Linked DNA regions of Sus scrofa: region 1 is linked to region 2. The links are chromatin contacts, called in public Hi-C maps. All regions are on one chromosome and are shown on one strand. Each heading gives the region's core, a stretch centred on a gene start, on an enhancer-like site or on the middle of the called end of the contact. The rest is flanking DNA. Distances are from core to core; before and after follow the strand shown. Region 1 holds the start of CD109 (CD109 antigen). Region 2 holds the start of COL12A1 (collagen alpha-1(XII) chain).

Region 1 (6,259 bases), core at 1,452-3,951, 1.5 Mb before region 2:
TGATGATCCAGCATTGCCGTGAGCTGTGGTGTAGGTTGCAGACGCGGCTGGGATCCCACGTTGCTGGGGCTCTGGCGTAGGCTGGCGGCTATAGCTCCCATTCAACCCCTAGCCTGGGAAGCTCCATATGCCGCAGGAGCGGCCCAAGAAATAGCAAAAAGACCAAAAATAAATAAATAAATAAATAAATAAAAATAAAAAAGTTTGCAACAGGAGTTCCCATTGTGGTACAGCGGAAATGACTAGTAACCATGGGGTTGTGGGTTTGATCCCTGGCCTCTCTCAGTGGGTTAAGGATCTGGCATTGCCATGACCTGTGGTGTAGGTCGCAGATGTGGCTCGGATCCTGTGTTGCTGTGGCATGGATGGACCTAGAAACGATCATGCTAAGTGAAGTGAGCCAGACAATGAGACACCAACATCATATGCTCTCACTTACATGTGGAATCTAAATAAATGACACAATGAACTAATGAACTTCTTTGTAGAGCAGATACTGACTCACAGACTTTCAAAAACTTATGGTTTCCAAATGAGACCGGGTGGGGGTGGGGGGATGTGCTGGGAGTTTTGGATGGAAATGCTATAAAATTTGGTTGTGATGATCATTGTACCACTATAAGTGTAATACAATTCATTGAGCAATTAAAAAAAAAGTTTGCAACCAACCACGCCCCTCCCTCAGTTGGCCTTTAAAAATGCTTTGCAATGTTGGTTCCAAAGTTTGAAGTTCGGGATATTTTGGGGGTATGAGCCACTGGTGTCCTTGCACGGCCATGCAATAAACCTTTCTCTGCTCCAAACTCTGAAGTTTTGGTTTGTTTGGCCTCACTGTGCGTTGGGCACATGGGCTTGGTCTAATAAATCAACTCTACTTTATTTTATTTTATTTTTTGTCTTTTTGCCTTTTCTAGTGCCATTCCCGAGGCATATGGAGGTTCCCAGGCTAGGGGTCTAATCCAAGCTGTAGCCGCTGCCCTACGCCAGAGCCACAGCAATGTGGGATCTGAGCCAACTCTGCAACCTACACCACAGCTCACGGCAACACCAGATCCTTAACCCACTGAGCAAGGCCAGGGATCGAACCTGAAACCTCATGGTTCCTAGTTGGATTCGTTAACCACTGCGCCACAACGGGAACTCCTCAGATAACTTTTTTCTTAATTAATTAAAAAAAGTCTGAGAAGAGCATTTTTCATTAATTCATTTAACTAATTTTATTGAGCTTTATCTCTGTGCAAATCCACATGGTTAAATTTTTGTATGGTTAAGCTTTTCTTACCTATTATGAGAAGGAACACATAAACAGGGAGGTTGCATCAATTTAAAATCTGCACAGATTTAATTTTATAAAACAACTAGGTGGTTCTAACCCCTTCTAGAAGTCTTCTTGGAATACCACATTAACAACTAATCTTTTGGAGTCCTTTTTACATTTGCCTGCCTCTAGAATAAATCTAGATTTATCGATCCATTTTATGAAGTGAAACTTGAAGAGCCTTTTCTCTAAATTCCCAACTAGTTTTTTTCTCATCAAAAGTGCTCCCAAATTACCTCTACCTTAGACTCTCCGTGGCCCATAGTAGGTTGAGAAATAAAGCAGAATTTCAGTCCCTATGCCAGAGCTGCTGAATCAGCATCTCCCTTTTACTGTGATTCTCATACACGCTAGAGTTTGAGAAGCACTGATTTACATTCTGACACAGCCCCTTCTTGACCCAGAGCGACAGAGGTGGGGAGACGATACAGGCAGTAAACCGCTGCATCAGGGACTGGACCTGTACCCAAGGACTCACTCCAACCTTTTTTATTTTAACCAAGCCCTGCCTGTACAGGAAATCTGCCACTAAAGATAGGAATGTGTAGGAGATGTGAGGACACAGAGCCTCTGAAAGCTGTTGCGCGGGTGAAAAAGGGTGGAACAGGAAGGAGAGGAAGGCAAGTTCCTGGACTTCAAAACCACAGCTTGTCTAGGTGCTACTCTTCCCCTTAATTAGCGCCTAGCTCTGTGAGGAGGCTACTCTTTGCTGACCTCTTCTTCTGCATTTTGCCTGGTATTAAAATGTCACCGTCTAAAACTTTCCCCCATGAATTAGAAACTTCAAGTTGCGAGGGACTGAATGTGCCCGTTTTCCAACAGTTTCTGGAAGTTCTCTGCTTGTATGGTGTAGTCATGGTGAAACCTGAGTCATCTGAAGTTGGTGACAGCGCCAAGGAGCTGGGAAGGGGCTGCAGACCAGTGGGGACGCAGGATCTGGGGCTCAGGGCACCCTGGGCCACTGGCCTCCATGGGCAGGAAAGCCACTCTTCTTCTGTGTTTACACAAATCGCTCCAAACGTCACGGTGCTAATGGGTACTCTCTGTAGCATCTCCCCGCATAATTGTTTCTCAGAGTTCCAGGAGCAACACCTAACTTTATTATGTGCCAGAATTTTCTTCCTTTTTTTTTTAAAAAAAAACAAAAACAAAAACAAAAACAAAAACTGAGCAACGACATTTTCCTGGAGTGGCAAACAATTTTTGTTTTAAGGAAAACAAGTTTTTCTCTTGTGTCTGCTCCTATACGTTAAAGAAGTACCAGAAAATACACTTCTGTTTGGCACGTGTGTGTGTGTGTGTGTTGTGTGAGAGTGTGTGTGCATATGTGCGCGCGCGCGCGTGTTTGCCATTTCTCCAAAGTTCTGACTCAGAGTCTGCAGGACAATGACTGATTTTTTTCCACCGCAGAGCCGCTATGAATTTCTCCACACAAGGATGGGACTGTTTAGGCGCTCTGGGCACCGCTGCTGGGGCGCTAGTGTAAACAGCCCGAGGGGCACGGTGGCCGGGAAGCGGGCGCCCGGTGTTCCCGCCGGGAGGTAGGGCGCGGGCCGGGCCAGGCTGATCGCCCGGGAGCGCCATTGTGATGAGGCGGGAGGGGAGGAGCCGCCGGGTCCCGGCTAGATTTAGATCCCTCGCTCGACTGGCGGGCGCGCCCAGTGCAGACTGCTGAACTCCAGAGTCAGGGAGACACCCGGGAAGAGGTGGAGGGCCACACCCCGCAGTGCCTTGCCGACTGCCTCGAGAGCTCGCGTTGCCCGGCGGACGCCGCTGAGATGCTGGGCCCCCTGCTCGTGACAGCCGCCCACCTGGTCTGCATGTGGAGCTCGGTGCTGGCGGCGGCCCCCGGGTAGGGGGGCTTGGGGCGCGGGCTTGGGGCGGGGGCTTGGAGCTCTGATCCTACATCGTTCAGCTCGGCAGGGGGCAGTGACTTTCTCCAGCCACGAGGTTGTTTCAGCGTCTTTGGCCATAACTGCTTTCTTAAAGACAGTCCTTTTATTTTTAGTCCACGTTGCCTCTGCGCTTTTCTCAACTTTTTGCTTTCAAATAATGTGCCTTCTTCTCTTAAAGATATTTTTTGCATGCCTGTTTTTCCAAACAAGATGTCTGAACTTTGGCATTGGCAAGGTGTAGCTGAGGTGGCTTATGGGTTCAGGTGCAGATTTTATAGGAAGATAACTAAGGAGACACCTCATTAATGGAAATCACTCTCCCCCCTCCCCCGCCCTGAGTTTTTGCCCTTGATCCCTAACCACTAGCTTTGGCAGAGAAAGTGCTGTTTTAGCGATTTTTATGCTCTGCTCCACCTGGAAATGTCACTACTGATAGTTTCATTTCAGTTGGTATATTTTGATCAGTGGTGTTGGTTAGATGATGTTTTCTTGAGTAGATGCCCAAGATAAGAAACAGGCAAAATCCACAAGTGCATGTTTGTGTGTATGTGTATTTGTGTGTGTTTGTGTGTGGGTGGGGGGGCCTTTAAGCCAAGAAAAAAAAAATCACTCTGGGATGATGTCTTCTGTAAAGGAGAAGTACAGAGGCTTGTACTTTCCAAGTATTGTCTGCATGTCCCAGTGTAAGCCATCCTGTGCTACTTCTGGTTTGTAGCATGGAAATAATGACACTGTCCTCTAGCGGTGCACGAATTACTGCATTAAAACTGATTGATGGGCATGTGCAACATGATAAATATATTTAATACTGCTCTACATTATGTGTGAAAGTTATTAAGAGAGTAAATCCTTAGAGTTATGATCACAGTGAAAAAATGTATCTTTTTTAATTTTGTATCTATGAGATGATGATTGTTCACTAAACTTATTGTGATAATCATCTCATAATGTATGTAAGTTAAATCATTATCTGTACACCTTAAAGTTACATGGCACTATATATCAATTAAATCTCGAGAAAACTGGATGAAAAAATGGATTAGTGAGAATTATTGTTGTTTCAACAGCATTTTATTTGCTAAATGGAGCAGGGGGGTCAATATTATTTGGAATAGTTGCAGTGGACAAGCATGCGGGTCTGTCTCCCTATCTGTGAAATTTGAGGATCTCAAAAGAATGGAGATATGAGGATAAGAAATTTTGTTTTCCCCCCGTGGGGAACTCTTTAGGCCCAGGTTTCTGGTAACAGCCCCTGGGATCATCCGGCCAGGAGGAAACGTGACTATTGGGGTGGAACTTCTGGAACACAGCCCCTCACAGGTCACTGTGAAAGCGGAGCTGGTCAAGATGGCAGCCAACCTCACCGTCTCTGTCCTGGAAGCAGAAGGAGTCTTTGAAAAAGGTAAGCTAAACCGCAGAGTCTTATGCTTCTGTGATAGTCTTATGCAACTGTGGAGTCTGTCGATAAAGCCGTGTGCTAGATGGGGCAATGGAGAAGCCCCTCTTTTTCAGTGGCTTATGGAATCCACTTTGAATTCTTAGCCAAGTGGAGTTGAAAACGGTGCTCCTGGGATGCTCTTCCTGGTGCAGATTCTGAGACCCAGGTTCCTTCCTCTTTGTGGCTCCATCATCATCAGTACATGGCCTGCACGGCTGCAGGGGAAGAGCATGGAGTTTCTTTCGTGGAGGTTTTTATGGCCACTCCTGGATGTGGCTCATATGCTTCCACTTCTGATGGCCATGTTCAGCTGTGCCAGAGGCTAGGGATGCCAGCCAGTGTATGCCCAGAAGAGGAGATGTGACACAAAATCATATTTATGTAGGGTTTATACAAACCATGTATAACCATATTTCTTTATTGGGTGCAGAGGATTTTACTAAGTAGGCCTGTGAGGAGGAAAAGAAGAGCTAGAGTTAATATCTAGTTTTATAGAATATTTTTTAGTTTTTTAAGTAACAGGAAAAAAGAAAGATAATGCAGAAGTTTTTAATGGGAGCCATTTGTAAAAGAACCCACATCTCCTGTTTTAAGTATGGTATCTAACCAGGCCCAGGATCAAATTGGGTCAATGAATGTCTTTTTCAATACTAAGGAAAAAATAATTTTTGTGGGTAAATAGTTAAATATGTAAACTTTTTTCCTCATTAAAACAAACATTGATTTTTTTTCTAATTGAAAGGGTAAATATACACTCACTGCTAGCAACCTGATAAACAGTGGAAGTAAAGAAAATAAACTAAAATCAGTTGTTGTAAAATCCTACCACCCAACTATGGATACGGTGGCTAGAAGCAGTTTTAGATGTTTAGTTAGAGGCTAGAAAGTGAGGCATAAATTCCTGTAATGTTAAGAATTAACTTTTTTTTTGGCCACGCCCATGGCATATGGAAGTTCCCTGGCCAGAGATCAAACCTGTGCCACAGCAGCAACCTAAGCCACTGCAGTGACAATGCTAGATCCTTAATCTGATGTGCCGCAAAGGAACTCCAAGAGTTAACTTAAAAAAATCATTTAAGGGCACAAAACGAAGGGTGGATGGGATTCCACAGTAGTTCATTATATAAATGCTTGTCTTTCATTAGCATATAGAAATTAACGCCAGGAGTTCCCGCCCTGGTGCAGTGGGTTAAGAATCTGACTTCAGTGGCTTGGTTTGCTGTGGAGGTGTAGGTTCGATCTCTGGCCCTGTGCACTCGGTTAAAAGCATCTGGTGTTGCCTGTAGCTGTGGGTCAGATTCAATCCCTGGCCCAGGAACTTCCATATGCTGTGGGTGAGGCTATAAAATAAATAAATAAAAAAAGAAATGAACACTATCATGAAATGAGATAAAATCATAGTTTATATACATCCAAGGTTCTTTCTTCTCTGGGAAGTTGATAGACTGGGTGGGCGAGTTTGGGATAGGAGTCAGAAAGAGGTGATGTGTGCAGAGGCCAAGCCACTGTGTCTCTTGTAGCAGTGATGTCAGGAACGTGAGAGACTTTGTTTCTTTGGAGATGCAGTGTAGTTAGTGCTTAAGCTCTGAGATTGAGTCTTAGCACTGA
Region 2 (6,253 bases), core at 1,043-3,542:
AAGCTCCAACCATGGTTTTCCAAATTATTGGCACAGCATATCAGGGCAGCTTTCCTGGGCCTGAGTGTAAATTGCATTTTAAATGTCCGATGAACAGCCGTGCCAAATTGCCCGGAGCTCCTTTTTATGAAGCCAAGATTAAAATTTTGTCGCTGCTCTGGGGATCCAAGGGCTCTAGCAATTTCTTTCTTCCTAATTAGCAACTGTTTGACATTCTAACCCTTCCTTTTCTACATCAGTGAAAAGCAAGAGGTGAGACTGGCCCATTGTTCCCGTCGTCTGGCCTTAACTTTGCGATAATCATTTCCAACTTAGTTGGCAGTCGTGCTCATGAAAAGTTAAAGGCTGACAGTCGACCCACCGAAAAGCTGTGTGCAGATTTTTTTTTTTAACCGCTGTATTCTCTACAAAAACCGGAGTCGTGGAAGGGCTAGTGTCTGGGTCTAGAGCGCCACCTATCGGCTTCCTGACGCAGCGGCACAATGAATCGTTTCTCTACCGGGTTCTGAACGCAATTAGTTCAGCCAGCCAGCCAGGCATTCAGTCCATAAGCTTTTAAAACGAGGCAAGCGGGGGGAAGCTTTCTCTCCGTTTAGCCAAAACATTTGTCTGAATGTTTAGCAACACTTCATTGCGCATTCTCAGACGTGAAGTTTAAAGCTGCCGTCCCTACATAGCAGCGAGGATTCCCTCAGTTCACCCTCATGAATGAAAATGAGTCTGTTGCGGGGGAGCGGGGGTAGGCTTAAGGAACTGATCGCCTTCGGCCGACTCTTCCCCTCCCCCACCCCGCTGGATGAGGCCGAGTCCTTTCACTCCCGCGTAGAGTTAAAGGAAATTACATCCCCACCCCCACCCCGCAGGGGTCCTTCCAGATCTCCTGCGCTACCCACAGCGACCTCGACAACAGTTACCCCAGGGCGACTTTAGCCCTCATTTCCTTTCTTGTCCTCCCCAGCGCTGTAGGTCTTTAGAAGGCCACAGAGTCCAGGTTGATGTGGCGGAAGGGGGGTCCCGGATAATCCCAAAAAGGTCACCTGCCGCCTCTGCGGGTGTCTGATTCCGGCCTCTGCCGGCATGCCTCTTCTGCTCCCTGGCTACGGGTGCCCGCTCGGTAAATAAGCCCAGAGCCCACACTTTCCCATCCCTACACTCTCTAGGATATGGGATGGAGGTTCCAGGACCCTGAGTAGGGCCTCCACCAATGCACTCCCGAATAGATCGGGAGGGGAAGCTGTCTCCAGAAGCTGGGTAAAGCTGGACAAAGCCGAGTCCTCGAGATCTGAACTCACCCAACATCTCTGATGCTTTGAAAAGCAGAGGAAGAAGCCAGGACCCTCGCCCAGGAATCTGTCTCGAGATGCCACATACATCCGCGCAGCCTTGAGGAGCGGCGGAGCACTCAGCCTGCTCTCCAAAGAATTCCGAACCCTGTGTCACTGAAATACCTTCCCTGCGCGCAGGCTGGACCACGGCAATCTCGAGGCCATGAGGGAAGCCGGTCACACAACCCCGCGCAAACTTTATCAAGTTCAATGAAGCATCTCTAGCCGAAATCCCTCTACACTGGAACATGGAACATTTATGCACGCACAGCCACCCTGCGCTCTTAAGAAAACCTGTATTCTTCCTACCTAAAAGATATAAATGAATCGCAAAATCTCAGTATATCCGGCACATCTTCACTCTCAAAAGTCCCAAAGGCCCCCGCTCGGGATCCTTCATGGATTAGAGCAGAGCAAGGACCAGGCTCGAAGCAAGTCGCCCTAGTTATCTTTGGAAGGGCTGGGGTGAGGGGGCTAGAAGCCAGACCGACCTGAGGCGGTGGTGACCTAGGCAGCAGCGGCTACAGCGGTTTCCCGGCGTCGTAGAAGTTGGCGCTCGGTGTGACCTCCGCCCGCCCAGCAATTGGTGCTGCTCTCCAGGCGCACCTGGCGGCTGCCGGGAGGTGGCAGCGGCAGAGCCACCGGGGAGGAGGAGGCGAATGAGGATCCCAGTCCGAGCGGCAGGCGCGGCAGGACAGGCGGAGACGGCCCGGACCGCAGCTGCCGGCGAGCGGACGCGTCTGGGAAGGCTCGCCTTCGTCGAGTGGGAAGAGGCTCCGCGACGCGGGCTACTTAATAGAGGGCTGTTCCCAACTCTCAGTTTACTCGGTTACGAAACGCCTGAGAAGGTGGACGGCTGCCACGGGGTGATGTATGCTCCTCCGGCGGTGAAGGAGGTCTACTTTAGGGAACGTGTGCATACTTCGAACATTCCTTCTGCGTGAGGTGGCGATCGCCGTAGTAGCTGTGCCCCGCCAGGGAGGGGGGGAGGGGGCCGAAAAGGGGGAGGAGGAAGCGGGGAGGGGGATAGCCGCAGACGGGTTCTCTGCCAAGGGAAGCCACTCACTCCTCCGCTTGGGGCGGGCTGGGGAGGTCGGGTTTCCCTATCTGTGCGGATTTTCCTTAATAGATTTATTTTTGTAATTTAAGGACAATGGGAGGGACGTAGGCGACTCTCATTTTCAAAACTGCAAGAATGTGACCGACCCCACCCCATCCTAACCCGATCCCCCATCATCACCACCTACACCTTCCTCCCCCTCCGTCCTGGGTGCACTTAAAACCGATTTACAGGGTTTCCATTAACTAACTGTCTGCGCACGCGGCGCGCCTTCTGTCTTTTTCAGTCTCCGGCGATTGGAAACCCGGACGGCCGCCTGCGCGGGACTCAGCTAGGGGATGGCTTTCCCATTACTGTTTCTCCCCTTGGGGCTTCGGGAAGGAACTGGGAGGCTTCATTTGAGCCGAGGGAAGAGAGCAAGGAAGGGTAGGAAACCTAGGGATCCTCAGAACTTGAAGCCTCTCAAAAACAAGTTCCGGCCACCCTAGAAATTTCTCCCTAGGGCTGGAACAAACCCGGTTCCAAATAGAGGCTTCAGACAGAAAGCTTAGCGCTTAACCACCCCTGCCCCACGGTCAAGCCGACAGAGGGGGAAAAAGTTTTCCCCCACCCCAACTGCTGGGAGCTGTAGGTTAAAGGTGCGGCGGATGTCCTGCCTGCACCGTCTCCAGGTTTTGCCGCCCCTTCCCCGCTCTGCTCCACCCCTTGGCCCCCAGCGGGGAGCCTGGCACCTAGAGCTGCTAGGCGCACGAGAGGAAGCGCGGGTTTCTTATACTGTGGCATCAGAAAAGGACTTCAGGAAAGGTTCTGATTACAACCTTCTGTTGCTCTTGGAGCCAACCCTGCGCCTTTGGGCTTCTCAAAGCCCAGGCGTTACTCCTGCAAGTTTAAGCTTCCGGGAGTGGAGGAGGGGGCGCAGAAGAGAACGCGGGAGGGGCATTCCTGGAATTAACCGCCCAAAATAGAAGTGGTGTATACAGTGTAAAGCTCTCTTCCCTGTTTGATTTGGCTTCTGCTAATTCGGCCTTCCCTCCATCAAGCGTGATAGACCCCGAACTTGCCTTTAGAATGAAAAGAACTTGCAGGGCGGTCCCCTGCACCCCGACCCACGCACTGGCTGCCCAGCGAAAGTGGGAGAAAGCCGGAGACCAGACTGGAGGGAGAGAATGGAGGAAACTGGGAATCACCACCTCCGCACATTCCCCGCGTACACACGGCCCACGCGAAGTCCAGCCGGGAGCTCACACAAAGAGCCCAAACGCACACAGCGCACAGGGCTTTTCCCCGTCAAACTCTCACAACCTGGGTGTCTGGCACAAACATTCCTCACTCCGCCACCACCAGCGCCCAGAGCGTGAACAACACGACCTGCATGCCCCAGCGTCCGGCGATCACCTGGGTACCACTGAGCCCTATCCCCCGCCTACGGACAGCCTTCACCCGCACTCTCACTCAACTCCTTCTCTCGGACGCACATGGGCGGGTGACAGCCTAGGGGACAGAACAGGGGAGCAGAGAAGTCCCAGCAGCCGCTGTCCAGACCCCGCGCAAGGAGCGCTGCGCCTCGGCCTGGAACCGCCAGGGACGCCCCAGGGGAAACCCACACCTCAGTCTAGAAAAGGAAAACTGCTGCCTTTTGCACATCAACCCAGGCTGGCTGGAGTTTGCATTTTCCCCAAGTGGGGTGGGGGTTGTGTGCGTGTGTGTGTGTGTGTGTGTGTGTGTGTGTGTATGTACTACTTTTTTTTTTTTCATTTATGGTGGCAATGTGGACTAGGAAGCAACATAACTGGTTGTTGATATTCTTGGTTTAAAAATTAATTTTCTCCTGTTCATTTGACTTGGAGCTGCAAAAGCATCTATCAGCCCAGGAGTGGAGCAGTCGGTGACCCTCGGAGAGCCAAGGGCAGAAGTAGGCTTCCTCTTCCCAAGGCTGGAGGACTCTAGACTAGGTGGGAGAGGCTTCAGCTCTCCAACCCTGAGCAGCGTGGCGCACCCACAGGCCATCCTCCTGAGAATCCTCAAAGCATCCTAGTTCACAGGCTTTGATTTAAAACATTTGAAAATAATTGCTGCACCACATGGATGGACCTAGAGATTATCCTAAGTGAAATTAATCAGACAGTGAAGGACAAATATCATATGATATCACTTATATGTGGACTCTTTTTAAAAAGGATACAAATGAACTTATTTGCAGAACAGAAACAGACAGATTTTGAAAAACTTATAGTTATTAAAGGGGACAGGTGGAGGTGGTGGACTGGGGGTTTGAAACAGGCATATGCACATGGATGTATACAGAATGACTGGCCAACAGGGACCTGTCCTATAGCTCAGAGCACTCTACCCAATATTCTGTGGTCATCTATGTAAGAAAAGAATCTGAAAGAGACTGGATGTGTGTACATATACAACTGAATCACTTTGCTGTACAGCAGAAATTATCACAGCATTTTAGGTCAACCATACTTCAATAAAACTTGGGAAAAGTGAAAAAAAAAAGTTGCAAAGAAGATGTAGCCGATGTAAACCACCCGCTGCAAAAGCCCTCCAACCCTCAGGACAAAAAAAAAAGATCATAAGCAGAGTTTCCAGAGTCGGTTGAGAGAAGAAGGGAGGGGACGCCCGGGTGGGGAAGTACACAGATCCAGATCCACAAGCTAGTTCAAGCACACGCACTCACAGGGGACAAGGATGCCACGTAAACGCAACCAAGGGTGCGTCTTGGGGGGCGCCTCCCAGCACCCCTTCTACACTGTTTGGCCTCTGGGGCCCTTCTGCTGGACTCCTAGTACGGAAAGCGGGGAAATGCGTAAAAAAGGTGTAAACCCCTTTCCAATCTGTGCCCTTCATTAGTGTGTCGGGTTCTTAACACCCCTTGGGACCCATTAACGTTTGCAACAACTGGTTATTTATCCATGGGAGGCAGATCTTGTCGGATTTATTCAGTTCGGGTTTTTCTGTGGCTTTTGCTCCTTCAGCCACATCCTGGGACCTTCATTAGTCCTCTCTCCCCATCGACTGCGCCCACCTCTTCTCCCTTCGGCTCCTGGGTTCCCGGCGGCTCCCGAGCTTCAGATTTCTTGTCCGACAGCGCGATCTAGCGGTAACGGCGGACCCTGGCGTCGGACGTCAAAGTTCTAGAACGTGAAGGCTGGAAGTTGACCTGTTCTACAGAGAAGGACGGAGGATCGAGTGAGGTGACAAAAAGTTTCCGTGTGCCTGTGAGTTAGCTGCCTAGAGGAAATCTTGCGCTAAGGCTGTTTCGAGGTTCTGGTCGGGGTCAACAAAGGAAGGGGTGCTCATTTCAGGAAGGCTTGCAGATTACACAGACCGGCCTTAGCTTCTAAAAAGGCAAAAGCGACCTCTTCTTTGATTTGCTGGCGGTTTACACAGCCAGCTTCCTGGTGACAGACTAGAGTTGGTGCCATTGCAAGTTCTTGCCCATTTCCGTTATGGGGGTGGGAAAGAGAACCTGGACCCAGCTCTTCAGGCTGCACGCGGGCCGTCCCCAGAGTGAGCTCGAAGGGGCTTGGTGAAGAAAGCCTTTGTGGTCCCTTAGAGCTAAGAGTGTGAAGAGAGGAGGCATCTGCACGGATGATCAGAGGCAGAAAGGCAGTGACGGCAGGAGTGAGGAACAGGTGAGCTATAGGCAAGTTGAAACACACCAGCACCCTCCACGTATGTGGAGCTCGGAGCAGTGGCTATAGAGATAACTAGGAAGAGAGTAGCCCTCAAAACTATCACGCAACCGCTGGCGCAACTGAAGCAACTTCACAGGATAGTGGGAGGGGAACTTAAACCTCAAGAGATTCTGCCTCCAAAGTGTTTGAACATGGAAAGTGAGAATCAGCAGGCAGCCACC

The links. Hi-C and Micro-C count contacts between places; a contact is called where the count stands out from the background.
Region 1: a contact with region 2 is called in a Hi-C map of subcutaneous adipose tissue, with 1.9 times the contacts expected there. The contact joins the promoter of CD109 here to the promoter of COL12A1 in region 2. A contact is called at or near these places in 1 of 5 promoter capture datasets (fetal liver), 7 of 47 Hi-C or Micro-C datasets (embryonic fibroblasts, epiblast stem cells, fetal skeletal muscle and 4 more) and 1 of 2 datasets of contacts at active chromatin or transcription factors (skeletal muscle).

Annotation. Positions count from the first base shown.
Region 1 is chr1:92,237,521-92,243,779 of Sscrofa11.1, reverse strand. CD109 (CD109 antigen) reads left to right here and starts at 2,701. Exons shown (of 33, transcript XM_001927545.6): 1 at 2,701-3,170; 2 at 4,443-4,615. The coding sequence starts at 3,097.
Region 2 is chr1:90,740,448-90,746,700 of Sscrofa11.1, reverse strand. It overlaps COL12A1 (collagen alpha-1(XII) chain), which reads right to left and starts at 2,292. Exons shown (of 51, transcript XM_021092374.1): 1 at 1,817-2,292.